Regions from separate parts of the Mus musculus genome. Here region 1 is linked to region 2. A link is a contact called in public capture Hi-C data. All regions are on one chromosome and are shown on one strand. The core of a region is the stretch at or near the end of the contact, and the rest is flanking DNA. Distances in the headings are between cores, read along the strand shown.

Region 1 (5,863 bases), core at 115-2,614, 520 kb before region 2:
GTGCACAGATCCAAGACTCCTGGAAGTAGTGCTCTGCTGTGGGGACTGTGGGAAGGGGAGACAGCTGGACTGACTTTCCCAGACCCCACCTGCAGTCAGGCTTGGGACTGGGGTTCAGGGCACCCGTGAAGGTCTGCGCTTTCTCAGCCCAGGTCTGAAGAAGTTTGGGGGTTCTGGGGATACTTCCTCTTTTGCTTTCCATCTTCAGCAGTTTGGTTTGTTTGTGTCCTCTGGCTGTTGACTTCACAAAACATGAATTGCACTACTTCTGTGGCTCTGCACGCAACTTTGGAAACTGGCTTTGTATGATATAAAGATGGGTGGAAAAATTCAAGGAAATAATTGAAAATGTAGGTGATTTTTTTTCTTTACTAAGGATGACTGAGTAGAAATGAAACAGCACCATGGCAAACGAGAGACCTTGGAGGAAAGTGAGCCGTGCTCCACCCGAATGCTCAGCAGTCCTCCTGCCTTTCCAGTAAAGAGCCCCATGTTTGCATTTCACTTTAGGCCTTACAAATTGTGTAGTCAGCTCTGGAAGACGTGACTAGTTAGTCCAAGGGGACCAGTGTAGAAAACTGGGTTGGGACAGAGAAAAAGGAGCCTGGAGTTGAGAGTGGGTATATCATGAGCTGTTGGTGGCCGCCTTCTGCTTTGTGGGTTAGTGAGCACAAAATACCAGTTGGTTCAAGAAAGAAACAAAGTAGATGTAAAGTGAGAGGCAGAGGCCAAGGGCAGAGATCATTTCCTGGTGCCTCATAGAATTCTTGGTCCTGTCTGCTCCAGGCAGGTTCCCACTCGTGGACCAAGTCAGTGACACTTTGAACCCTGCTATCTGCAACCACAGGAGTCCTAACAAATGCTAGAATGTGAGAGAAAAGAAGAAAGAGAGGTAGGGAGGAAGGGACATGGTGACTATACCACAATATAGAACTCTCTCTCTCCCTTTCCCTCTACACACACACACACACACACACACACACACATCTCTCACACATACACACACAAAACATGAATTGTGTGTATGTGTGTATATATGTATGTATTATGCATATATATATATATATATATATATATATATATATATATAAATTAGATGTAGGAGCTGTTTCTCTGATGGGTAAATAAATGGTGCTGGCTCCCAACTAAGCTCATGTGATTATAACCTGTCTGGATTTGTTAAAAGGAGGAGCTCACTGGTTGGGTTAACTGATGCCTTCATTATAAAGTCAACACCTTCATTTATTCTTTCTCTGCACTGGCTTTCACTGCCCCTAAACTTTGACTCAGGTGACCCGTGAGCATCACAATGGGCCAGTGTTCTGACTTTGTAGGCACTCAGGCCCACTCTGGGGGGGGGGTTGTTGGTGACCTGTGATGGGGCCCCTCAAGAGCCTTCCTGTAACCTCGAGTGACCCCAGGATAGGAAAAGTAAGCACACAAGGTAAAAAGAAACACACCCTTCATTTGAGTTAGATCCAGGCCAGGCAACAAAAGTCCAGGATCTCCGGGACACAAAGGGCCTGAGCTGAGCTGCCAGCAGAGGGCAGCAAACGGATGGTAAATGGGGACGCCCCAGTTCCTGAAAGGGACCATAGAAATCATTGTATCTGACTTCTTCATGATACAGGGGAGGAAAAATGAAGGCCAGGGAGGAAACCTGTGAGCCCAGAGTCTTGCTGGGAGTGTGTTCTGAGCACCTTCTACCAGGGCTCTCACCGTGAACACCTTAGACAGCTGCTGGGCGTGGTGCCAGAGATCCAGAGTGACAAGGGGAGCCACACTTCTAACAGATCATGGCAACGGGACGTCACTGGTGTTGTAGAGGAGAGGCTTGTGGGGAACAGAGCTTCTCATTCAGCTTGGGGAACCATTCATTCCTTTACCCAGGCTGTGAGCCCTGAGCCAGGCACAAGAGGTGCACGAAAGCACACTGGCTCATCGCTCTCCTCGGCTCCCCAGTTCAGCCATGGTGTGAGCAAGTGGACGTGGGTGAGATGGGAGAAGAGAGGGACACACATCCCTGGGGACCCAGAGGGAGGCACGCCCACGCTGGCCGTCATAAAGAAAAGTGTGTGGATGATACGTCAAAAGAGGATGAGACAAATACTACGGCTCCATCAGGGCAATTGGCTGTTTTGAAAGAATCATGGCTCATTTTGTTTTTAGTGTAGTGATGACATGTTATGAATTGTAATGTAAATATCGGATATGTAGATGGTCTTAGGCGACCCCTGGGATCCCCAAAGAGGTCACAACCCACAGGTTGAGGACCACTTCTGTCATCCCTACACCAGTGAACAAGAGACAGGAGCAAACCTGGGTCTTGATGGCCGCTGGTCTAACCAAATTAGCAAGCTCCAGGTTCAGTGAGAAATCCTGTTTCAAAGAGATAAAATACGCCCCCTCCCCCTCCCCCTCCCCAAGTGTCCTTGGAAGAAAAGGCTGGAGGCTCACTCAACATGCTTAAAATAGAAATAGCATCTGCTGGAGCTGGCGAGATGGCTCAGTGTGTAAGTGCTTGCGGAACAAGCTCAAAGACCCAAGTTCAGATCCCTAACACCCATATAAAAACTAGGCATGGCAGCCTTCTCTGTACCCTAGGAATGGGGACAGAGATGGAGGATTCCAGAAAACACTGACAAGCCAGTCTAGCTGACATGGCATGATCTAGATCTGATGGCAAACCCTGTCTCGGGGAGAAGGGGGGATCGTGGGTAGAGAATGACAGCTACCTCATGTTGACCTCTGACCTCCATGTGTACAAACATGAATAAGAATGCTGATCTCTCTCTCTCTCTCTCTCTCTCTCTCTCTCTCTCTCTCTCACACACACACACACACACACACACGCACACCTGTCCTGTCCTGTCCTGTCCACATAGTAGGAAGAGACAGAGGGGACTACACTGAGTTATGACTGGCCCACCCCAGGCTGTTGTCCCAGTTTCTAACAGTTGCTAAATATTCATGAGGATGTCCAGGAAGTGGGGACAGAGGGTAGCAGATTAAGGGGACAGTGAGATGGGGGGACCAGGATAACTATGAGAGCTGAGTAGGAGTATTCGCTTACTTCCAGCCAGGCAACATGTCAAACATCTACGTTTCAGAAAGATATTATGAAGTCACTCTGGATTCTGCAGCCTCCAGACTTAGAAGTAAGGAACCTGAAACCCACCTCTCACCTGTGAAAAAGCCCCATCTGTCCCTCTCCCTGGCCAGTCCTTGGGGAGCCACCATGTTCCACAAGTGAAGGACACAGTTATGAATGGATCGTACTACAGCTCCGGCCTTGGCCCCGCTGCCCGGGGCGCCATCAGTAGGTCCCCTCAGATGCCCCGGCCTGACTCAAAGGAAGGGCAAATGCATGATGGAAGTGTCAGCTTCCAGACACTGTGACAAACTGGTTGGTGTTTGTGGTGGGTACACCCACTGGCAGGACTCCTTTTGAGAAGGGGGATCTGTCTTCTGTAGGGAGTGTTAGTAAGAAAGGGATTCCCAAGGCTTATTAAAGTCATATCAACGGGGATTTGCTTTATAAAATGAATTTCTGTGCTCCTAGAAAGGAGAAAATTAAATATCAGGAAAATGGAAATCTGAAAAGTGCATGGGGCCTCCCCCACGTTCACACTCGCACATGATGATCCCTTGATTTTCAGAGAGATTGTCATTTATGTTTGGTCTTCACTGGATGGTAAATTCTAGCTTTGTTTCTTTTGTTTTGAGCCTCTTTTTAAAAATTAATTTATTCTTACCTTATGTCCATTGGTGTTTTGCCTGTCTGTATGTCTTTGTGAGGGCAACAGAGTCCCTGGAACTGGAGTTATGGATGGTTGCGTTCTAGCACATGGATGCCAGGGTGCTCTGCAAGAGGTCCTTTGCAGGTGTCATTAACCTCTGAGCCATGTCTCCAGCAACCTACATTGAACTTATTAAATGCTGTTTAATTTTTGTTTTGTTTTGCTTCCTTTTTTGACATAGGGTCTTTTTTGCCTTGTAGCCCTAGGTGGCTGTGAACTTGTGATCTTCCTGCCTCAGTTTTCCAAGTGCTGGGATTACAGGTATGTGTCACCACACCCAGGTCATTGGCACATCTTTTAAGTGGAGAACAATTTTTCCCTTTCCTGGCAGCCTTTAGACTTTTTACCCATCCCCCGTTACATTTACGTTTTTTTGTGTGTGTATGAATGTATTAAGTGTTATCGTGTTCTTTGAAAGCTAGACACAGACACTTACTCATAGATTGACACATAGCCATGGACTAGCTGTGTGCACAGATGTGACCTGCAGTGTAAATGAAAATAAGAACATTGATTTACAAAGACTTTTCTCCTGTAGATTCAGGGACCGAATGGAAACATTAACATTTTCTTGTTTTGTCAACAGAAATGAAAATGGCTGGCTCTGATTGTTATGCTCCAGCAGCATCACGTGATATTGATACCCCTCCTCCCCCCATGGCTACTCCTGTGTTGTACAAACAGAGTCTAGTGATGTCTCCTTTCTCTCTAGAAGCAGGGAATTAGAAATCTTTTAAGCGTAGGGGGAAATACAGACATAGGAAGAAAAGTTCCCAGGCACCGGGACTCTCCAGGGAGCACAGACCATTGCATGAAACGGATCTGTGGGAAATGTGATGACCTCAGCCCTGTCCCTTGACCACAAACTGAGGAGCAAACCCCACCTTGAGGCACATGGTCTGGCTTCTCCCTGTTTGTACTGGCTGGTTTGTGTGTCCACTTGATACAAGTTAGAGTCACCAGAGAGGAAGAAGCCTCAGTTGAGGAAATGCCTCCATGAGATCCAGCTGTAAGGCATTTTCTCAATTAGTGATCAAGGAGGGAGGGCTCAGCTCAAGGTAGGTGGTGCTGTCCCTGAGCTGGTGGTCCTGGGTTCTATAAGAAGGCTGGCTAAGCAAGCCAGGGGAAGCAAGCAAGGAAGCAACACCCCTCCATGGTCTCTGTTTCAGCTCCTGCCTCTAGGTTCCTGCCCTGTTTGAGTTCCTGTCCTGACTTCCTTTGGCGATGAACAGCAATGTGGAAGTGTAATCTGAATAAACCCTTTCCTCCCCAGCTTGCTTCTTGGTCGTGGTGTTTCATCACAGCAATAGAAACTCTGACTAAGACACTGCCATTCCTGGGGTCTCCCTGCCTGGCTTGGGTGTCCCTGTCTGGCCTGTGGTCTCACTGCTTCCTCTAACTTCTCTCAACTGAGGGTTTGTCTCTGAGATTTCATAGTGGGTTCCTGTGGGAAGCCACAGGGCCTGGATGTGGGGTGTGTGTGTGTGTGTGTGTGTGTGTGTGTGTGTGCTCATTCATGCACACACTCTTCTCTTAAGTTCCCTGGCTTATGTAGCAATGCTCTGAAAGTATTGTGTGCTAGTTTTAGAGAATTTGGCAGTTAGAGGCAGAAATACATTCATAGCTTAGAAGAAGCCACGAAGAGCATGGACATGGCATCTATTTATATCCACATTAAAAGACAAGAGCCAGAATTCATCTCACACAAACAAAGGGACTATTGCAGGTGTGCCTGGGCTGGAAGGCCAAGGCCATTAAGGAATTAACTGAGGGGACAAACAAAAGGAGATACAACACTTGCACAGGCATAGTGCACTCATCCACATAGCACACACACACACACACACACACATACGTACACCACATACATACATACACACATATACACCACATATAACACACACACACTCACTACACATACATACACATACCCCACATATCACACACACACACACATACATACACCACATACCACACACATACATACATACACCACATACATACATATACACACCCCACATACATATATCACATATCACACATACACCACATACATAGACCAC
Region 2 (6,131 bases), core at 3,377-5,876:
CTGAAGACAGCTACAGTGTACTTAAGTAAAATAATAAATAAATCTTAAAAAAAAAAAAGAAACAAACAAACAAAACAATTTAAAAAGCATAGTAGCCTTAGAACAACCTTCTAAACGTCAAACTTCAAATTTTAGGATGTAATCTAGGTCCTGGTCCTAGGCCTAAGGGTTTAGTGGTTCAGAGCTCCCTAGCACACGAAAAGCCTGGAGTTTGATCCCTATTACTGGGGAGGTGGTGGTGGTGTTCCAGTCCACCTCAATTTTGTTTAATTCACTTTAGTTGTACCTTCCTAAGTCTTTCTGGAATCTCAGCCAGATATTCATACCCAAACTACGTGCCCACAGAGGATTTATGCCAAGGGACATTCTTACAATTAATCCAATCTAGTCAAAATAACCACTATCCATCTGAGGGCACTACAGTGCTTTCTCTCAACTATCACAAAAACAAATAAAATGTTTCTTAAAATTTCCTGTGTTACTGTTACCATCTGGAATATGCTCAGGGAAAACAAATTAATTACCTCTCTCTTTTCTAAGGCAAAAAATTTCTTAAATGTAATTAATTTTAAAATACTAGTAATGATATCTACTTGCAACTTTTTTTCCTAAGAAAAACTAATTATATTTATTTAATATTTTTAGTATAACATAGAAAATTATTTGGCTTCCCATATAACAAATTACAGATTTAATTTGAGGCAAAAAGGTTATGTGACTTACCCAAGCTTCTAATTAGAAACCAGGTCTCCTGAGTCTCAGCCCAATGTTCTTTTCCTAAACTTATATCTTATTAGAAAATTCCAAATATAGACAGACCCCCCAGTTACATGGGTTTGAGTTACACTGATTCACATATACAAACTTTATATAGTGTGACCAATGTTTCAACTCACGCGGTACCCTGCTTCCATTTATGCAGTATGCCAGGCATCGGCACGATTTTCAGTGGCACACAGGCGGTTGCCACCACCAGGGCCCTAGGCAAAATTGCAAAGAAGGCAAAGTTTGTCTTTGGCCCTCCCATCTCCCTTATGCATTTCTCTCCCACCTCCTGATTATCCTCCCAATGCCCAACCTCCCAATGCCACCAAGCTGCCCTTCTGACTGTCCAAAGCAACCCCCACACACATCATGGACTATCCTTTCCTGAAGTGCCCAGTAATCCAAGTTGTCTATTTTACTACCACCACAATGCCTATTCCTAAGGATTCTAGTGAGATTTAAGTCACTTAAGTGATTAGCTGATTTAAGTAATCGATGATACACTTAACCAACAGATTTAAGTCTCCAAGTAATTTAAAAAGGAATTAAAAGCTCTTTTCAGAAAAGTGTGGGTGGGGAATATTAGGAAAGGGGGAGCAACATCTTCCCAGAGTCCCAGATTCCTTTACTGTTCCAGATTCCTTCACAAATATGATACTGTTAAGGGGATAAATGCCATCTAAAGCACCACTATCCAAAAGTCTTGGCTGTTTTATAGTTGTCTGCAAGGATAAACAAAAAACAAAGCTACTTTAAATACCCACCCTTACCTACCTTTTCCATCTCTCCCCCACTTTCTGGGTTCCCAATTCCACCTCTTAAAGCCAAACACACAGTATTTTTGGTAAGCTGTCCCATGTGTATAACACGAGGTTTTCCATTATGTGGTCCAAATGACATGGTGCTTCTCAGTGATGTACCTATGTCCCTTATCCTTGTCTAATTTTGTTTATGGTACACAAAAAAAGGTAATTCTGATTTTATTTCAAGGTCCTCAATTAAAATTTCATTAAATAACAAGGAAATGTACTATGTTATGTCAAATATATGAAAGAACTAATACGGTACCTTAAAAAAGCTTTCTTTTTGTTTTCTTGAGCTATGGGATCTCACTGCACTACACCTGACTAACATTCACTCCTTTTTTTCCCACTTTTCCATAAAAGTAGTTCTTTTCTAATGTTTTTGCTTGAGGCAGGGTCTTGCCTTAACTCAGGCTAGCCTGGAACTATGTAACCTAGGGTAGCCTTGAACTCACTGAAATTCTCCTGCCTTAGCGTTCTACAAAGGCAAAATTGATGCTTCTTCTGAATCAATACAGCACTGAAAATCAAATCACTTCAACCAAATACTATTGTTTACTCATAAATATGTGTTTATTTTTAAGTTCAATAGGTCTGAAGGATTAAAAAATATTCAGGGACAGACACAGGAATATAAATTTAAGTAAAAAAATAATTAAACTTTAAGAATCCAGCTTCATTCTGGGACTACAAAGAGAAATTTACAGATATACTACATATTTAACAGTTCAGTTTTGTAATACTAGAGGGGGGCTGCTATCAGAAAATTGTCAGCCGGGCATGCCTTTAATCCCAGCACTTGGGAGGCAGAGGCAAGAGGATTTCTGAGTTCCAGGCCAGCCTGGTCTACAGAGTGAGTTCCAGGTCAGCCAGGACTACACAGGGAAAAAAAAAAGAAAAGTAAATTGTCAGGTCATAGTTACCTTGATCCAACTAACCTCCCAGTAAAATACATAAGGAAATCCTATCTATGCAGAAGTTACCAATAATGGCATCAATTCATATTTAAAGATTACATAAGGTAAGCCTTTAAGATTTCTAAAATGTTATTACAAATATTGAACTGTTAAGTTCCTGTATGAAGCCCCTTCTAAATATCCTCACTTATGATGGAGAAGGAAGAAAGTTAAGACATGCTGCAATTATAAACATTCTTACCCAAGCATGAAAGGTTAGGTTATTCCAGTGGTGTTTTTAATTACTTAACTTTCAAGGGATTACTTACTACTCACAAATAAATCTTATTTTCTTTCCATTTTTTCCCTCCTCTCTATACAATAAATCTGTTATCCACCTGTATCTATCTTTAAGAAAAATTTCCAGTGGGTTTTTATTAGGACTTAACCTTACACTGAAAGCTGTATTAAGTATTGCTAAAAAAGATTTGAAATAGGTTCTATCTTCTCCCATATTTTCCGCAAAGAACTCAAGAAAATTCAACAGGATTTACAATTAAGCTAAATTTATGTACGTCTTTTCTTGTAAGCCAAACTTGTCCAAAAAAAAAAAAAAAAAAAAAAAAAAAGCATTTAAATCGCTAAAAAACTTGCCTAAACGAGTTTTTACAAGTCAGGATTTGGACTTGTTTTTTTTTTTTTTTAAGAAAGTGCTGAACTTTAATTTGAAAGTACATTGTTAATTATCCCCCAAAAGCAACATTTCATCATTTTTAGAAACAAACACGTAAATAACTCTTTCTAAGGATTCTAATCTAACTGTATTTTTAAAAGCCCTTTCCTTCAATTCTAATTCAGTGGGCATCAAATATCCAAAATGATTCTGTTTTCAGCACAGGTAAAATTTGCCAATATTTACTGAAGTCTCTAATACGTGGTCTAACAAAATGGAGGTCTCTCGGTGGGAAAAAAAAATAGGCCTAAACACTTCTACAAAATGGGGCCAAACACACCCACTTTAAGAAACCATGGTTTGGGTCAGATTTTCCACACACACGAAAAAAAAAAGTTGATTCTGTAAGGGCTCGACGAAGCGTCCCTGGAACTGGGGGTTAGTAGTGGTTTCGTTAAGACCAGGGAGGGAGGGGATGTTTCTCTCCACACTCTAGAGGACGGCGGCGAGGGGTGATCCGAAAGCCCAGAGGAAAGGAGCTGGAGCTGGGGGTGGAGACCTGAGCGCCCCGCCGGTCCCTGATCAATAGTCAAACTGACCGCCCCACTACTCCAAGACAGACTTGGGCTCTCCCAACCCCGCCAAGTCAACAGCAAAAGGCACAAACTCCCCTTTCTGCTCCCAGGCCCCGCCTCGCCGCATTGGCAGCAGTTCCCGCCAATCCGCACGGTCACCGCCCCCAAGACCGCCTGCCAAGCCCTGATTGGACTGGAAGAGAGACGGGGGGGACCTCGCGCTACCAATCTGGGAACCCCTTACTCGGCCGCACGCGCGCGCCCAAGTGCTCCCTCGGAGGCCTCCCCCTCCCCAGGCACGGCCCCTCCCCCACCCCCAGGGCTCTGGCAGCGACTTACCGTCCCGAGAGGTGCCCATTAACTGGTCCAGCATAGCGCGCATCTGGGCCTGCGCCGACATGGCGGCGGCGTAGCGGGCGGGCGGTCGGGCGGGCAGGCAGGCGGGGGTGGGGCACCGGCCGGGCCCTGGCGGGCGGGGGACGAGGGGAAGGGGTGGGGGAGGTGCGGCGCTGTCTCGGTGGCCGCCGCGGCCTCGAGGCCCGCGAGTAGGGAGTCGGAGGGGTCGTGGAGAGTCCGGGCTGCGCTCCTCACGACGGCGTGAACGCGGAAAATGGCAGCCCCCCTAGAGAGTGAGCCCTGGTGCCCTCACTCTCCGTCCGGTTCCTGAGACAGACGCGACACAGGCTAAGCCGACTCTCGCCTCCTCCCGACACCAACACCCGCCAGAAGCCGTCAACCCCCCCCCCCAGCAAGCGAGCTCTGACGCGGCTCGCAGCCGCCGCGACGGGAGCGCGCACGCAGCTCGCGCCTAGTCGTTTCCCGTGGGGGTTCGGCCAATCGCCATCCACGTCGCTGCGCTCCGCCCTGCCCCTCCTACGAAGGGTCCCACCCTAACGGCTCCCGAGCGCGTTCACGTCTGCTCACCCCGCCCCTCTCGGAGGCTGAGTCTCGCGAGAATGATGCTCTTTTTTTTTTTTTTTTTTTTTTTTTTTTTAGCCTACTCCGAAGCCTCTTCGGCCCCGGGCGTCTAAGCAGCAGGTCACTTAGGCCTTTGCTGTTTGCCGCCCTGGCGTCCAGCCGCAAATTAGCCAGTGCCGAGCTTAGAGCGAGTCGCAGTAAGTAGTGCGACAGAAGTTCTCAGGGTTAGTGCTTTCCCGACGGATGCTGGCGGAATCGCAAGCCCGTGGGAGCCCCGAGCCCGAGCGGAGGACACCTAACCTTATCCTCAGGCCACTGCCCCTCATCAGTGCCCGAGTTCGGGACATGTCAGGTTCAGGAAAAAGAAAAAGCAAACAAACCGCGAAATCAACACAGTGGAAATCAGGCCTCCCGACCCCTTCTGCTACGTTTAGGACAGCTGGAAGCTGCTAGTCTGAATTCGGAGCTGGGCAAAGTGAGAGCTTGGGACAGGCCATAATGCAGAGCAGCGTTTCCGTGGGGTTCTTGGCTGACTGTCGCCCTGCACTCCCACGCCCTGCTGACTGCGACCTTCCAACCGTAGTTGATTTCTTAATCTCAAGGCTGGTGGGGCTGAGGCCAGAGTGAGCCAACGGGAAATACTTAGGCCACGGCTGCTTACCGGTTTTCGAAAAGGAAAAAAAAACTGGCGAGTCTTTTAAGCTGAAACGTCGCAACTTTAGATAATAACTGGGAAATTATGGATATTTTTTGCCGTTTCATTATAATTGCCCATGCATTGAGGAACTAAAACTTCAAACTAGCGCCAGCTTCATATTAAAATCATATGAAAGAATCATCACAATTCCAAGGTTTAACTAGGCACTGAGCCGATGCAAATTACGTTATCTAGTCAGCAACTTGCCAAAAAAAAAAAAAAACACAATTATTCAGAGTACTGTTTTTGAGACAGGGTGTCAATGTTATGAGAAAAATAGCCTTAAAAAGTGAGAATACCGGAGACTCAGCATAGGTTAGGAATGGAGACATTTTTCACCTCTGCAGAAGTTAGGCATCACCCTGACACAAAAGACAAACTGAGCTGCCAACTTAGCATAAAACTGTTTAGTTGTTGTTTGGGTTTTTGTTTGTTTTTTTAATTACATGTCGTCTCTCTCCACTTTTTCTTCCCAACTTTTGGTTTTTTCGAGACAGGGTTTCTCTGTGTAGCCTGGAACTCACTCTGTAGACCAGGCTGGCCTCGAACTCAGAAATCCACCTGCCTCTGCCTCCCAAGTGCTGGGATTAAAGGCGTGCGCCACCACACCCAGCTTCTTCCCAATTTTTAACATTACCCTCTCTCCAAATTCCTCAGCCTTCTGGTTCAAGACACAAATATTACCCAGTGAAGTGCTTGAAGCCCAAGGTGGGCACCTGCTCCTCTTCCATTTGTGAGCCCAGCTGTATAGACGACTGCCTGCTACATTTCAACCCTAGGATCAATAGCAAGGGCCTAAACAAG

The links. Capture Hi-C pulls out chosen DNA fragments and counts their contacts.
Region 1: a contact with region 2 is called in a capture Hi-C map of macrophages, with 2.7 times the contacts expected there. The contact joins the promoter of 1700025N23Rik here to the promoter of Luc7l2 in region 2. A contact is called at or near these places in 4 of 9 other capture datasets (adipose tissue, liver, macrophages and 1 more).

The regions. Positions count from the first base shown.
Region 1 is chr6:39,063,087-39,068,949 of GRCm38.p6, reverse strand. It overlaps 1700025N23Rik (RIKEN cDNA 1700025N23 gene), which reads left to right and starts at 1,364. Exons shown (of 4, transcript NR_040523.1): 1 at 1,364-1,444; 2 at 3,084-3,158; 3 at 4,001-4,061; 4 at 4,387-5,071. All of the region lies in intron 9 of Tbxas1 (thromboxane A synthase 1, platelet), which reads right to left.
Region 2 is chr6:38,549,829-38,555,959 of GRCm38.p6, reverse strand. It overlaps Luc7l2 (LUC7-like 2 (S. cerevisiae)), which reads right to left and starts at 4,626. Exons shown (of 10, transcript NM_138680.3): 1 at 4,052-4,626. The coding sequence starts at 4,112.